Linked DNA regions of Mus musculus: region 2 is linked to region 1. A link is a contact called in public Hi-C data. All regions are on one chromosome and are shown on one strand. Each heading gives the region's core, a stretch centred on a gene start, on an enhancer-like site or on the middle of the called end of the contact. The rest is flanking DNA. Distances are from core to core; before and after follow the strand shown.

Region 1 (6,372 bases), core at 2,017-4,516:
TTTGTACTTTCCCAAGGTCCTGTAGTAATGAATAATTATATTGCCATTCCACACATTTCAAAGGAAATGTATTCTTTCCGGCCAAAATCTATTTATCCTCACTAATGTTAACACTATAATCCACCAAGTTGACCAAACCATATCTGCATGTGTCTGGAAGTTTTCTCATTTCTGTGGTCCATAAAAGGTAGACACAAGTCTGTGAAGATTGATTAAAGAAAATGTGGTTTAAGCACTTTAAAATGTTGCTGTGGAGAAGTCTGCAGAGATGTGGTTAGGAATACTTATTGCTCTTGCAGAGGACACAGGTTCAGTTTCTAGCACTGATATCAAAGCTTACAACCGCCTATAAGTCTGGTTCCAAGGGGGATCCAAGCATTCTTCTGACTTCTGTGGGCATCCGGTATACATGCATACATTCATACATACACACATATATTCCGGTATACACGCATACATTCATACACACACACACACACACACACACACACACACACACACACACACGTATATTCCGGTATACACACATACATTCATACATACACATGTATATTACATAAGTTTAAAAAAAGACTCGCAGGCTGGAGAGATGGCTCATCAGTTAAGAGCACTGACTGCTCTTCCACAGGTCCTGAGTTCAATTCCCAGCAACTGCATGCTGGCTCACAACCATCTGTAATGGGATCTGATGCCCTCTTCTGGTATGTCTGAAGACAGCTACACTGTACTCATAAACAAAATAAATCTTAAAAACAAAAACCAGCCAGGTGTGGTGGAGCATGCCTTTAATCCCAGCACTCAGGAAGCAGAGGCAGGTGGATTTCTGAGTTCGAGGCCAGCCTGGTCTACAAACTGAGTTCCAGGATAGCCAGGGCTATACAGAGAAACCCTGTCTTGCCCCTACCCCCCCCCCCAAAAAAACAAAAAAAAAACCCCAAAAAACAAAACAAACAAACAAACAAAAAAAAACAAAACAAAACCAAAACCCAAAGGGGGAAAAGCTGCCATGGAAAACATGATGCCATGTTATTTTTACCAATCTTTCACTAAATCCTATCAATTTCATCTTTGAAATGGCTCTTACCCCCATTTAATGTTTTCTCCATCTGCTATTAGAATATGAGTTTATAATTGCACTAGAAGTCACCTATCCTTTACAGAAGTTTGTGTCACCTGTCCATAATACTCATATGGTTTATGATGGTTATATTTTATATTTTTGGGAGTGAGCCTAGCTTTTCATGGCTGAGCTATCTTTCTAGTCTGTGAAGGTTATTTCTAAACTTGAAACATTAGTGATTCTGATAAGTTTTTCTTTTTTCTTTTTTTTTGTAGTGTCATAAATATACTGCTAAATGAATGTGGTGATACACAACTTTAATACCAGTACTTGGGAGGTAGAGGCAGGTGGATCTCTGAGTTTGAGGCTGGCCTGCTCTGCAGAATTTCTGGACAGCCAGAGCTACATAAAAAATCCTGCCTCCAAACAATCAAACAAACAAACAAACAAACAACATCCACCCACAAAACTCACAGTCTTGGAACAAAGAAATTACTGTGAAGCAATGCCAGATATTTATATAGATAGATAGTTTTAAATCTTGACAATCCTACTTGGTCGTTTCTTTCCCCTTTTCAAAGGGAGGCTGAAAGGTTATGTAATTCAGTCAAAACTAGGTAGGTAAGCAAACCGAGGTGTTTGACTCTTACACTGTCTACCGTTTAGTAGAAGCTACACTCTGTCAGCATTCACACTATATTCTGACCCAGGAATTTCTTTTTTGGGGGGTGGTGGGTGGTGGTTTCAAGACAGGGTTTCTCTGTATAGCCTGGCTGTTCTGGAATTTACTCTGTAGATCGGGCTGGTCTCGAACTCAGAAATCCACCTGCCTTTGCCAACTCCCAAATGCTGGGATTAAAGGTGTGCGTCACCACTGCCTGGGCTGTCCCAGGAATTCTTCATCTGACCTCCCTGACACTTCTGGGAGTTTAAAGACATCTTAGGAATCCATGAGATGTTATAAGACAAACTTTTAAACAAAAGGTAAAATCATGCTTATACAAATATAAAGGAATATGGTAAATTTAAGTGGAACTAGTCTGTTTAAAGGAGAAAAGACCAGATCAATATGCAGCATAAAGTCAAAATGAATGTTAACATATACTGGTCAGGGGCAATGATTGGGCAAACATGGTTTTCATCTTTATGTTTTCAACAAGTTACAAAGTTGCAACACTGCCCAAAGACAGTGAATGTCACAGATAATCTGGAAGTAAGCTGTGCTAGATGTAAAGCAAAAGACCATTTTTTTTTTTTTAAATTTTAAATCAAAGGTTTTGTTTGTAAAATCACATACAAAATGTTTCCACAGGTACATGTAAAATTTTCAAAGGAACTCGACAATAATATTTTCCAGGCTTTAAACAAAAAGAAGAGTACCCAAAAGATTGAGAACCAAAGTTGTAGTCACGGCAAACCCTTTAGCGGTCTGGAACTTTGCTCCAAATAATCTTTTAGTGTGAATGTTTTATGAAGTCATTCGGTTTCCCACCACCGCCCGGCTTCGAAAGACTACTAAAAGGCAGTCTTACTTCTTGAGGATTTCCATTCTCAATGAACTCTCCACTCATATTTCTCCTTAATTTCTCATAAACGCACTCAGAACTTAAATTCATTACTGTTAGCCCCTTCTACAACGGCTTTTTCTATAGAGGGACTAGCAAAAAGAAAAGACTGAACTTTAGAATGCAAGTTCTCACAACTGATGTCCTTTGGGAAGACAACCTGCCTAACACCCACAGTTCCTCTGAGCAACCCTACTTCCGCACAGACTCCCCCCCCCCCCCCCCCCCGCAGCCGGGCGTGCCCCAAACACCCCAACCCCAAGCTCGGCCCGCCCCCTCTGTACTGAGCTCCGAATAGCAGGGGCCGCCAGGGAACTGCGCGTGCGCACAACGCACGGCGCCAAACCAACGGCACAGTGGCGACGGGGGCGGGGTGAGGCGGACCGCGGATGGAGGGTGGCCCTCAGGAGACCCGACTGAGAGGAGTTCCCACCTCTACGGGTCTGAGAGGCTCTGCAGGCCAGTAGTGACTTACTCCGTGCTCGTCCCCAGATCCACGGTCAGCGCTTGTGTTCTCCCACGCTTTCCTTCTCCCGACCCCTGCGGTCGGCGGAAATTTGCGTCATTCGAGTAGCGACGCGCTTCTCTCAGCCCGCTACGGAAAGACGGGTCCGAGGCCCAGGGTTCGTTGCTGACGTCATAGGCGGAGCATCTCGGGGGCGGGAGCCACGCGGTGACTGCGCTGGCACGCGGAGTTCCATTGGTGGTTTGCGAACGGCGGCGGGCGGGGCCTCCGCGGTACCGTCCCTGCTTGATGACGTCACTTAAGTTGGCGGGAGAAATTAGAAAGTGGAGTTTATGTCATTGAGCCGGTGAAGTGGAGACTTTTCTCTCCCGTGTTCTAGGCAAGAAGGGTGGACAGACCGGGCGACTTGGCGCGGTTGGGAGAGCACTGGACACTGACTCGCCTCCACGGAAGCGACCCACGAGGCGCCGTTAGAGTGCCGGGTGAGGCGGTCACCATAGCGGCCCATCCCGGTTGTGGGTGTTTTAGGGGCTGACATAGGACCAAGGGGGCCATTATTATTTAGTGATACAAAACCTTGAAGTGTCAAGGCTTGGCAAGTGAAGCTATGTTTCTTTTAGGGATCTGTACTGTTCCTTGTGGTTTAGCAGGCCGTTCGTGGTTTGGAAACTTTCCTGGTTTGAGCGGTGCTGTTCTGAGCTATTGTGACAGTTTTTCATCACTGCAGAGGGCCAGATAGAAACTGTTGTTGGGCTCCAGAGCTGGACTTCCTAACGTAATAGATCAAGAATAGGACCTAAAAGAATAGGACCTAAAATGTTCATTGCTAACTAATTGTCAGGTCATGTCCCTGGAACCACTTGAAGATATGTGTGCTTATGTGTGCTGCTTTTGCATCTGTATTCAGTTCACCATCGACGATTTCAAGATTTCAAAATTTGACCTTATAGTTAACATGGTAGTTACAGTGGCTGCTGCAGCACTGTCCAAGAGATTTTTCTTCCTGGGTGTGGTGGCATATTGCTTGTAATATCCCAGCTATTTCCAGAGGCTAGGACGGGATTGTGCAATATGGTCAGATCCTATTTTAAACAAACATAAAGGACTGGATGCATGTAAGCACTATTACCTAGTTTACATATAGTCCCTTTTGTCAGCCCCTAGCACTGGGTAAAAGAAAGAACAAAATTTTCCTTGCAGAGGAATTATATATTGTATATTTGGCTCTAGGATGTTGTGCTATATTGACTAGGGTATATAGTCAACCCTCTGTACCTGTAATTTCTGGATCTGTATTCAGCCAGTTATAGATGGGAAATAGAAAAAAGTTGTTAGTACTGAGCATACAGATTTTTAAATTATCATTTTTATTTCTTCCTTTTAGACAGTGTCTATCTATGTAGTTAGTCCTGACTGTCCTGGAGCCCTATAGGTAGACAGGCAACCAGGCTGCCTTGAAGTCACAGATCCACCTGACTGTGCATCCTGTGCACTGGAATCAAAGTTGTGTTCCACCAAGTCAGGCTTGTTACCATTTCTTGAACAATGCAGTTTAATCACTGTTTGCATATCATTTACAACCTACTAGGTACAAGTAATCTAGAGATAACTTATTTATGTTAGAAAATATGTGCATGCTCCTATTATATGCGAAACAACTATGACGTTTTATATGTGAACTCAAGTGGCTGGCGCCGGATGTTAATATTTGTGGTCCTGAAACTAGTTCTTGGATAACTAGGGATTACGCTAGCAGGAAAAATTTAAGACACAAGGGGGCCATCTTGTGGTAAGTATAATGATTTTGAAAAATAAAATTGAAGTTGGGTTCTAAGGAGCAGTACATGTTGAAGGGAAAACAATCCATTTTCTGGTATATAGCAAGCCACTGGAGAGATGTTTACAGATTTCTAGTAACTATGAGTTTTACCTTTATTTTCCTGTGTGGTGTCACGCAGTTCTGTCCTCCATGACAGATACAGTTTTGTTTCTCTTGGTGGCTTCATAGTCTTGGAATTGTTTGGTTTCTGTCTCCAGTCAGGATTTATTGAAAAAGTTTGTACTTGATATTTATTCTTTTTATCAGGGTCGATTGACCATTCTTTGCTGTTTTTCATTTTAGAGGATATAAATGCTGACTAAAAACTGATTGTTTTCTGGACCTGACTAGTTTATAATCTCAGAAGACACAATGGAATGTCAAGAGTTTATTGTAAGTTGTCTTCTTCCTCTTCTGCTCCTCCTCCTCTTTTTTTTTTTTGTTTTTCAAGACAGGGTTTCTCTGTGTAGCCCTGGCTGTCCTGGAACTCACTCTGTAGACCAGGCTGGCCTCGAACTCAGAAATCCGCCTGCCTCTGCCTCCCACTTGCATTGCTAGACAGGTTTTGTTTTTGTTTTTTTGTTTTTTTTCTTTATATTTAACATTTGAGGTAGTAACATGCAGCTGGATTGTCACACTTGTTTCTGTATTCAATCTAATTGAATCCAGCACCACATATAACAGCTGGGAACTGCATTCTTCCTCTGACGGAGGTGGAATCTAAAGTTAAAAGCGGTGTGAAGTTGTTCTGACCTCAGATGCTGTGAGCGTTGCGGAGCTGTCAGACTTTGGACTGTACTCAGAGAGCTATGTGAATAAGAAACAGTATGCAACTGGGAGCTGGGCTTCCTCCCCACTGACGATGTGGCGCTTAGCACACTCTGATACTTACAGACTCTTACTTGCCCTTTCTCCTTTACCTACTGGTGCTGCCCAGCCTTAAAATCGTGGTTGGTTTTGTTTGTTTGTTTGTTTGTTTTTTCCCGTTTTTTATGCTGGGGTTAAACTCAGGGCCTCATGATGCTAAGCCTGCAGTTCATTGTTGAGCTACAGCTCTTCCCTGACGGTGGCATTGTGATGACTCCTGTGCTGTTATTATTTTGATAAAGAATGGCAGCCTTATTTTTATATGACCTGTAAACTATATGGTATTAAATATGTGTAACTGGCAGTGATGTCTTCCTCATTTTTGGAAATAAGGTCCTATATACTCATCAAAAGATGAAGAAGTCCAAAGTGTGGCAAGATGGAGTTCTGAAGATCACTCACTTAGGCAATAAGGTAAGTACCAAGCAGTTATTGCAGCCTGTAACAGCTGTGTTTTTGACTTTTGATTGGGCGTTAAGAAAACTCTGTTGATAATAAAATGTCCGTTATGCCCACATGTAACCATGTCAAAAAGACATTTTCGGGCTGGAGAGATGGCTCAGCAGTTAAGAGCATCCCAGCAACCACATGGTGG
Region 2 (6,372 bases), core at 1,536-4,035, 5.1 Mb after region 1:
AATTTGACTATATCTGCAATTAAAAAACCCAAGAGGCTAAGCACTCCTATAAAGGATCTTTTTTTTCTTAATTAAATCATTTGAGGTGGGAAGACCCACCTTTAATTTGGGCCATGCCTGTTGGCAGCCCATATAAACACAGAGAAGATGGCAGCTCACTCTCTTGGCCTGCTTGCGCTAACTCTCACTGGCAAATCCATCCCTTGCCTGGCAGTAGAACCTACTCTTTGGAACTTTGGTGCATATTTAAGACCATCTGAAACGTCTAGTCTCATGAGCTCAACAACTCCGAGCTTCCTTCTTGGACATTCCTGTAGTGGACAGCCACACAGCTGGGTCACAACCTGTAAACCACTTTAATATTTATGTTCACTGAAAACCTTTTTAAATTTAGAATTAGATTGTTGCTTTATATTACTACATTGTTTTCTTGTATTTCTGAATACACAGTAACTTCATTTTGACTCTAAGTCACAATCACTAAAAGTATACATAAAATAAAAATTATACTTAATAAGCTAAATACCAACATGGCACACAACAGAATAACATTAACATTTATGAGGACATTCATAGCTGACACAATGAAAACTATGTTACCAGAAGGTAATCTAGAGTGGTCTGAAGATGTAGATAATTTAAAAATACATCCCAGTTTCAGATATATAAATGTGAGAATTAATAGCAATCATGTTTTTTTCTCTTCTTCCCTTCATTCCAGTCTTGCCTTCCAAACATTTCCCCAGTTGCTTCACAATCTAATTGCCAAGATATTCTACAGCAACATGGTACCTTTAGACCACTTTAAATTCCTGTTGCCATTTAACACATATGTCACAAGTCAGAAGGTAAGGACAAGTAAATACTTTGGTAAATGTGAGGACAATGTGCTCCATAAACACTCACTGACATTGATCCCACTGCTAAGTTTTTAAACCAAGCCTTGCTAAAACCCATAGAAGACCTGAGGCTGTTTCTGGTGAAAGCTCCTATTTATTCTAGATTCTTATCCCCTTACTGGAGAGCCCTTTTTTCTCTTTACTGATGAAGACACAGGAAGTTCTAGCCATATTAAATGATGACAATGGGGGGAGAAAGTAAAATTGATTACTATGAAGGGATAATCCATGCTTTTCTAATATTATGACTTAATTCAAAACCTTTTCTCCCAGTAGAAGACATACATAAAATGCAAAAGGCTTGGCTAGGCCTCCTGTTATCACAGTGAACAATCTTTTATCATTTCATTTTTAAAATAAGTTAACCAATCACTTCAACCACACCATCACGCCTACTTCCAATTCAAGAATGCAAATAAGAACAATAACTAATGGACATTTGACATTGACATTTACTCTCCACCATGTAAGATATCATTTTATACACCAGGAGAAAGTATATGTATTGTCTGGATTCATCCAATTATTATACGGCAAAACCATGATTTTAACTTATGTTTGTCATTCTGAAATTCACACAATTCACTCAAAATGTTTCCCAAAGCCTAAATGCTTTCATTATTTGGGAAACACACTCAAGACCTGACTGGACACTTAGGACCTTTATTGAAGACACTGTTATGTTCCCTTTGAGGTAAAACAAAAGCCTCCTAACTGATCTCCTTTCTCACTTCTGCCCCCAGTCTAAGAGGGCTATGGAGTAACCCTCTTAAAACGAAGCTGGGTAACATTACTTGGCCTTGGAAAACCTTCTATGGCTTTCACTCCCCCTGATTAGCCCACACTCTCTGTCTGCATCATGAATCCCCTCTCTCAGTTCTGAGCCCACAGGCATTGGTCAGACCCCTTCATACTTTGGTAAGTTTCTGTTGCATGGCCTTCGCAATGGCTTGGCCTTATGACTGACTGTACTTCTTGAAGGTTTTCTCTATTGTTAATTCTATTTGTGTCACCTCCTTCCTAGAAAGCCATCTTTTCCTTGAGAACCTTCTCTGGCAACCATGTCAAATAATCTACCTTTTTTTTTTTATGGCTTAATACCTTTTCTGTGCAGTACTTATAATCTAAAATATTTAAGTATAAAATGCCAACACTAAAAAGCGTTTAGTGCTTGTTGCAGGGAACCCAAGCTCAGGGCCCAGCACTTACACAGGAGCACACAATCACAGGTAACTCCAGGTCCCAGGGGTCTGATGCTTTCTAGCCTCCGCGTTTACCTCCACACAAGTTTTGCACAAAAACTCACTCGGGCATGAACACATACCCATAAGTAAAACATATCAATATTAAAATACAGAGTGTTCACCTTACTTTTAATGCTGTACTTCAACAATAAGCCCTAGCCGAGAGGCAACGACTGGGATTTTTGTCCGTTTCGTTGACAGTCATTTCTACTTAGTTTATGGATCTTTACCCAATAACTAAACTGTTGCCGGGAGTATAGTGGTAGCTGGTGTTTCTAATATCTGTTGAAATCAAGGAATCTCCTTCTTCAACCCGTCCTCACGTACAAACACTGGAAATCCTTTGCACTCTCACTTAAAAGGAAACAAGGTAATGCATTCACCCCCTGCCTCCAGTAGCATGCTCTCCCTCGGCCACGTATTCATTGCCCAAACTAAGTTGAATCAAAAGGGGGCACGTGGGTGGAGGTTTTGACCGCGCTTCCCACTACTACACAGAAGGTCAGGTTCTTTTTCCCGGGTGAGAAAGGGAAGAACTCTGGATCGGGACACTCACATGAAGCGGTGACCCAACCGCAGCTCTTGAGCAGCCTCAGCCGGGAGAAGGAAGGGCCAGCCTCCCGCAGTCCCCGGCAGCGAGAAAGGACCCAGGAGGCTGTCCCTGATAAATGCCTGAGCGTTTCACAGTTTCACCGCTCATCGGCCGTCCGCTGCCTGCGCCAGCTCTCTCCCTGTACCACACTGAGCTCCCATCTCCCATTTCCTTCCTCCCTCCCTCCGATCTTCCCTCACTTCTTTCTCACTCGCTACATTTGGCTGTCTGTCTGGGCAAGGGACAGGCGGCCGGAAGTTTTGGGGTCTTCCCCCGGGGTTGCGTCTCGGCGATGTGACGTCATGAGCAGTGGCCGACCCGAGGCGGCGGCGGGGGAGGGGGTGCTGGGCGCTGTCAGTGGAGCGAGGTGCGCGCTCACCCTCGGGTTCTGAGCCGGGGACCCGGGAGGCCCGCGCGGACGGAGGCGTGTCGCTCCGGCTGTCACCTTCCCTAGGCGGCCTCTTGTAGACGCGCCTGAAATGCAGGACACGGCCCACTAAGCACTGCCAGGCATAGCTTCCGCGCTTAGGAGCTCAACCCCCCAATCTCTGCGTCCCCAGATTCAGGCAGGTATTCTGGTGTCGCCGCTTGCCTGGCGTTAGTGGGTGGGACTTGTGGGACAATCAGGTACTGTGAGTGACCCGGCCATTCTGCAGGAACCCATAGAACCAATCTGTGGAGCTGCTTGCTGTTGTGTTTGTCTCCAAACTTCCTTCTCCCTGAAGCCCAAGTTCACCGAGTCTTAGAAATGCAAATACGATTTTACTCTGGATAAAATCCACGTCTCCCCACTACCCCTCTTTTTTCCCCCCTTTTCTCCTCCTCCTCCTCTTCTTCTTCTACATTTTCGACTCACGTGAGTCATCTCCAATCTCTTTAAGAGTTTACATTGTGTCTTGTTCATTATAGGTGCAGGCCATGTTTGTGGTTTTCAGTGTTCTGGCTACAGAAACGTCAGACTTAACGTAGAAGTTTCAAAGTATTCCCTGAGTAAATTTTCCAAGCCAACTACCTGCCTACATGGCTTTCTCTTGTAATCTCTGACTTCATCGTTTTCATTTTTCACTCTCTTCTAGTTACCAAGTGTGAGCACCTGTGTGTGTGTGTGTGTGTCAATTTTTTGTTCGTGAGCTTCATGCACACCAGAGAGATAGACTGATACTGAAATTTGTTTTCTTGCTTGTGGTTTATCTTTTTGAGTCATAAACACTTGTCTGATTTTTCAGTTGTATGTTATTTAATGTCTATAACGGAAAATCTAATATATCATTGTAAAAGTTAAATATTAAAATGCTGAGGTTATGTCTCACCTTTCCTATGACTTCAAGCCTGCTATGTAGATATAACTTTCTGTAATTTTGCATCTACTCATTGAATAAGAAGTTAAGATTCAAGTAGACTTAAGCTAGCTCACAGTATCGACAAGATTCAGAATAGTGGTCATAACTATTTTCACATGAACTTTTGAGTATGTGTTTTGACTCCTCTATTATGATGAGAATAGCACTGGCTCTCTCCATTTATCACCAAGAAAACAAATTCGCCTGTGTTACCAAGTTTTCAGGTCCATTAATTCTGAAAGCCTATGGGAGACTTTATTTGGCTCCCAATGAACAGAGGAGCCTTGTGCTCTACAGGCTTCTTGTAGAGCAAGTCTGAGGTGTGCATTGGATATGAAGTGGTTTGCATCAAAACTTTTCGTAAAAACAGGATGGGCATAACCGATCTGTGGTGGAACTAATGTGTATATCCTTTTTATTATAAAGAGCACACATTAATTTCAATTGTCAAACCAGATTGAGGCAGTCTAGGGTTTCTCTCCTGGTCAGTCATCAAATGCATATGGCTATTAGTACTTGGCTTTTTATGTTTTGAAAGCAAGTAGTATCTTTAAACAAAAAGTTATGACTAATTAGCTGATGAAGTCTAGCAAATAGTGCTATCATTAATTCCTAGTGTAGTCTAGGGACACCTGCATTTTTTCCTTAGCAGGACTTTTACTTATACATTGTCAAAATTAGTCATAGTTCCTAAGTGTGTTGTTTAATCTATGTGCAGAAAAACAAATGTTCATGGTAGTAGGGATTTATAATTACTTTTCAGTGCAAACCCACACAGTGTGCTAGGTCACATTTTTTCCTTCCCTCAATGTCATGACCATGGACCTTTTTGTAATATCAAAGATAATTCAGGTTCATTCTTTCCCTCCAATGGTAAGTGTGCTTGATTTAGTAGATTGTGTGTTTAGATATATTTTTAACCTTTCTCCTTTTCAAACCCCCTTCCTCTGTTTTTGCCTTTTGGTTTCTCTTTGGAGAAAGCATGCATCCCCTTCTATGGCTACGTGGCCCTGCAAGGTGGTGCATGTGTGTAAGCAAGTCCCGGGGAGGTGAAGGCAGGGGGTTAGGAGTTCAAGGCCAGCCTGGGCTAGGTGAGGACCCTGTACAAAGCAGAACAGCAAAGCAACAGCACACCCCTCCTCAGTTGCAGGGATAATTGAATGGGAAGATGAAATCTTCTAACTCTTCTCTTTTTTACGCTATTGAAAACCTTTGAAATTGATTTTGAGCTGCAATATAAACATGTGCTTAGGTGTTTTTCTTTCAAACATTGTCTTTAAATTTTTAAACTGACTTTTTTAAAAATACTTGCTCTCAGAGTATCATGGTTGTTTTGTATTGTTTTTCCAAGTTGACTTTTAATTTTTTTTTTTTTTTTTTTTTTTTGGTTTTTTCGAGACAGGGTTTCTCTGTGTAGCCCTGGCTGTCCTGGAACTCACTGTAGACCAGGCTGGCCTCGAACTCGGAAATCCGCCTGCCTCTGCCTCCCAAGTGCTGGGATTAAAGGCGTGAGCCACCACTGCCCGGCGACTTTTAATTTTAAATTGAGAAAGTACTGGATTAATGTTAGCTCATTGTGTCATAAAATTCTTTCGTTTTGTAGATCATCTTAAAGGATCCAAGACTACAAAATGTTTCCTCTGAAGGATGCTGAGATGGGCGCCTTTACCTTCTTTGCCTCTGCTCTCCCACATGATGTTTGTGGAAGCAACGGACTTCCTCTCACACCAAATTCCATCAAAATCTTAGGTCGCTTTCAAATCCTTAAGACCATCACCCACCCCAGACTGTGCCAATATGTGGATATTTCTAGGGGAAAGCATGGTAAGATCTTTCTCTTTTGAATTTTATGTTCACTGCCTCAATTCCAGATGCAGTTTGAAAATACTGCGTCAGTATCTGTTGACAAGCAGTCAGGACCTTGCTCTCTGTGCTTCAGAGTACTCTTGACTGACTTGACGTGAAAGGGACTCTTACTGTCTCACTGTTGCAGTTGCCTTTACAGAACTAAAGTAGTGGAAAAGTGTGTGCCTTGAGACAGCAGTGTTGAGTGCCGTTGAGTTCTTTGTACTGGACTGAGCATGTGGAGATAAAAAAGTACATGAAAGTCAACCCTTTGTGCTTTCTGATATTCAGCCATGTTTTCTATAAAATACATTTCATATGTTTCTACCTAATGGTGAAGACGACCTTCATAAATATTTACTTTTTCTTTGTTTCTCTGAAAAAGCATACTAAGCTATACTTGAAATTGGATAGCTCATTTTTGAAAAAGTATTTGCTCTGAGAATATTTGG

What was found. Hi-C and Micro-C count contacts between places; a contact is called where the count stands out from the background.
Region 2: a contact with region 1 is called in a Hi-C map of CD8 T cells, with 6 times the contacts expected there. The contact joins the promoter of Aimp1 here to the promoter of Larp7 in region 1. A contact is called at or near these places in 1 of 39 promoter capture datasets (pre-B cells) and 2 of 484 Hi-C or Micro-C datasets (CD4 T cells and CD8 T cells).

Annotation. Positions count from the first base shown.
Region 1 is chr3:127,550,083-127,556,454 of GRCm38.p6, forward strand. It overlaps Larp7 (La ribonucleoprotein domain family, member 7), which reads right to left and starts at 3,267. Exons shown (of 13, transcript NM_138593.2): 1 at 3,101-3,267. Zgrf1 (zinc finger, GRF-type containing 1) reads left to right here and starts at 3,407. Exons shown (of 26, transcript NM_197997.2): 1 at 3,407-3,573; 2 at 5,214-5,303; 3 at 6,111-6,191. The coding sequence starts at 5,283.
Region 2 is chr3:132,681,094-132,687,465 of GRCm38.p6, forward strand. It overlaps Aimp1 (aminoacyl tRNA synthetase complex-interacting multifunctional protein 1), which reads right to left and starts at 2,786. Exons shown (of 7, transcript NM_007926.2): 1 at 2,700-2,786. The coding sequence starts at 2,701. It overlaps Tbck (TBC1 domain containing kinase), which reads left to right and starts at 3,051. Exons shown (of 26, transcript NM_001163455.2): 1 at 3,051-3,301; 2 at 5,679-5,899. The coding sequence starts at 5,707.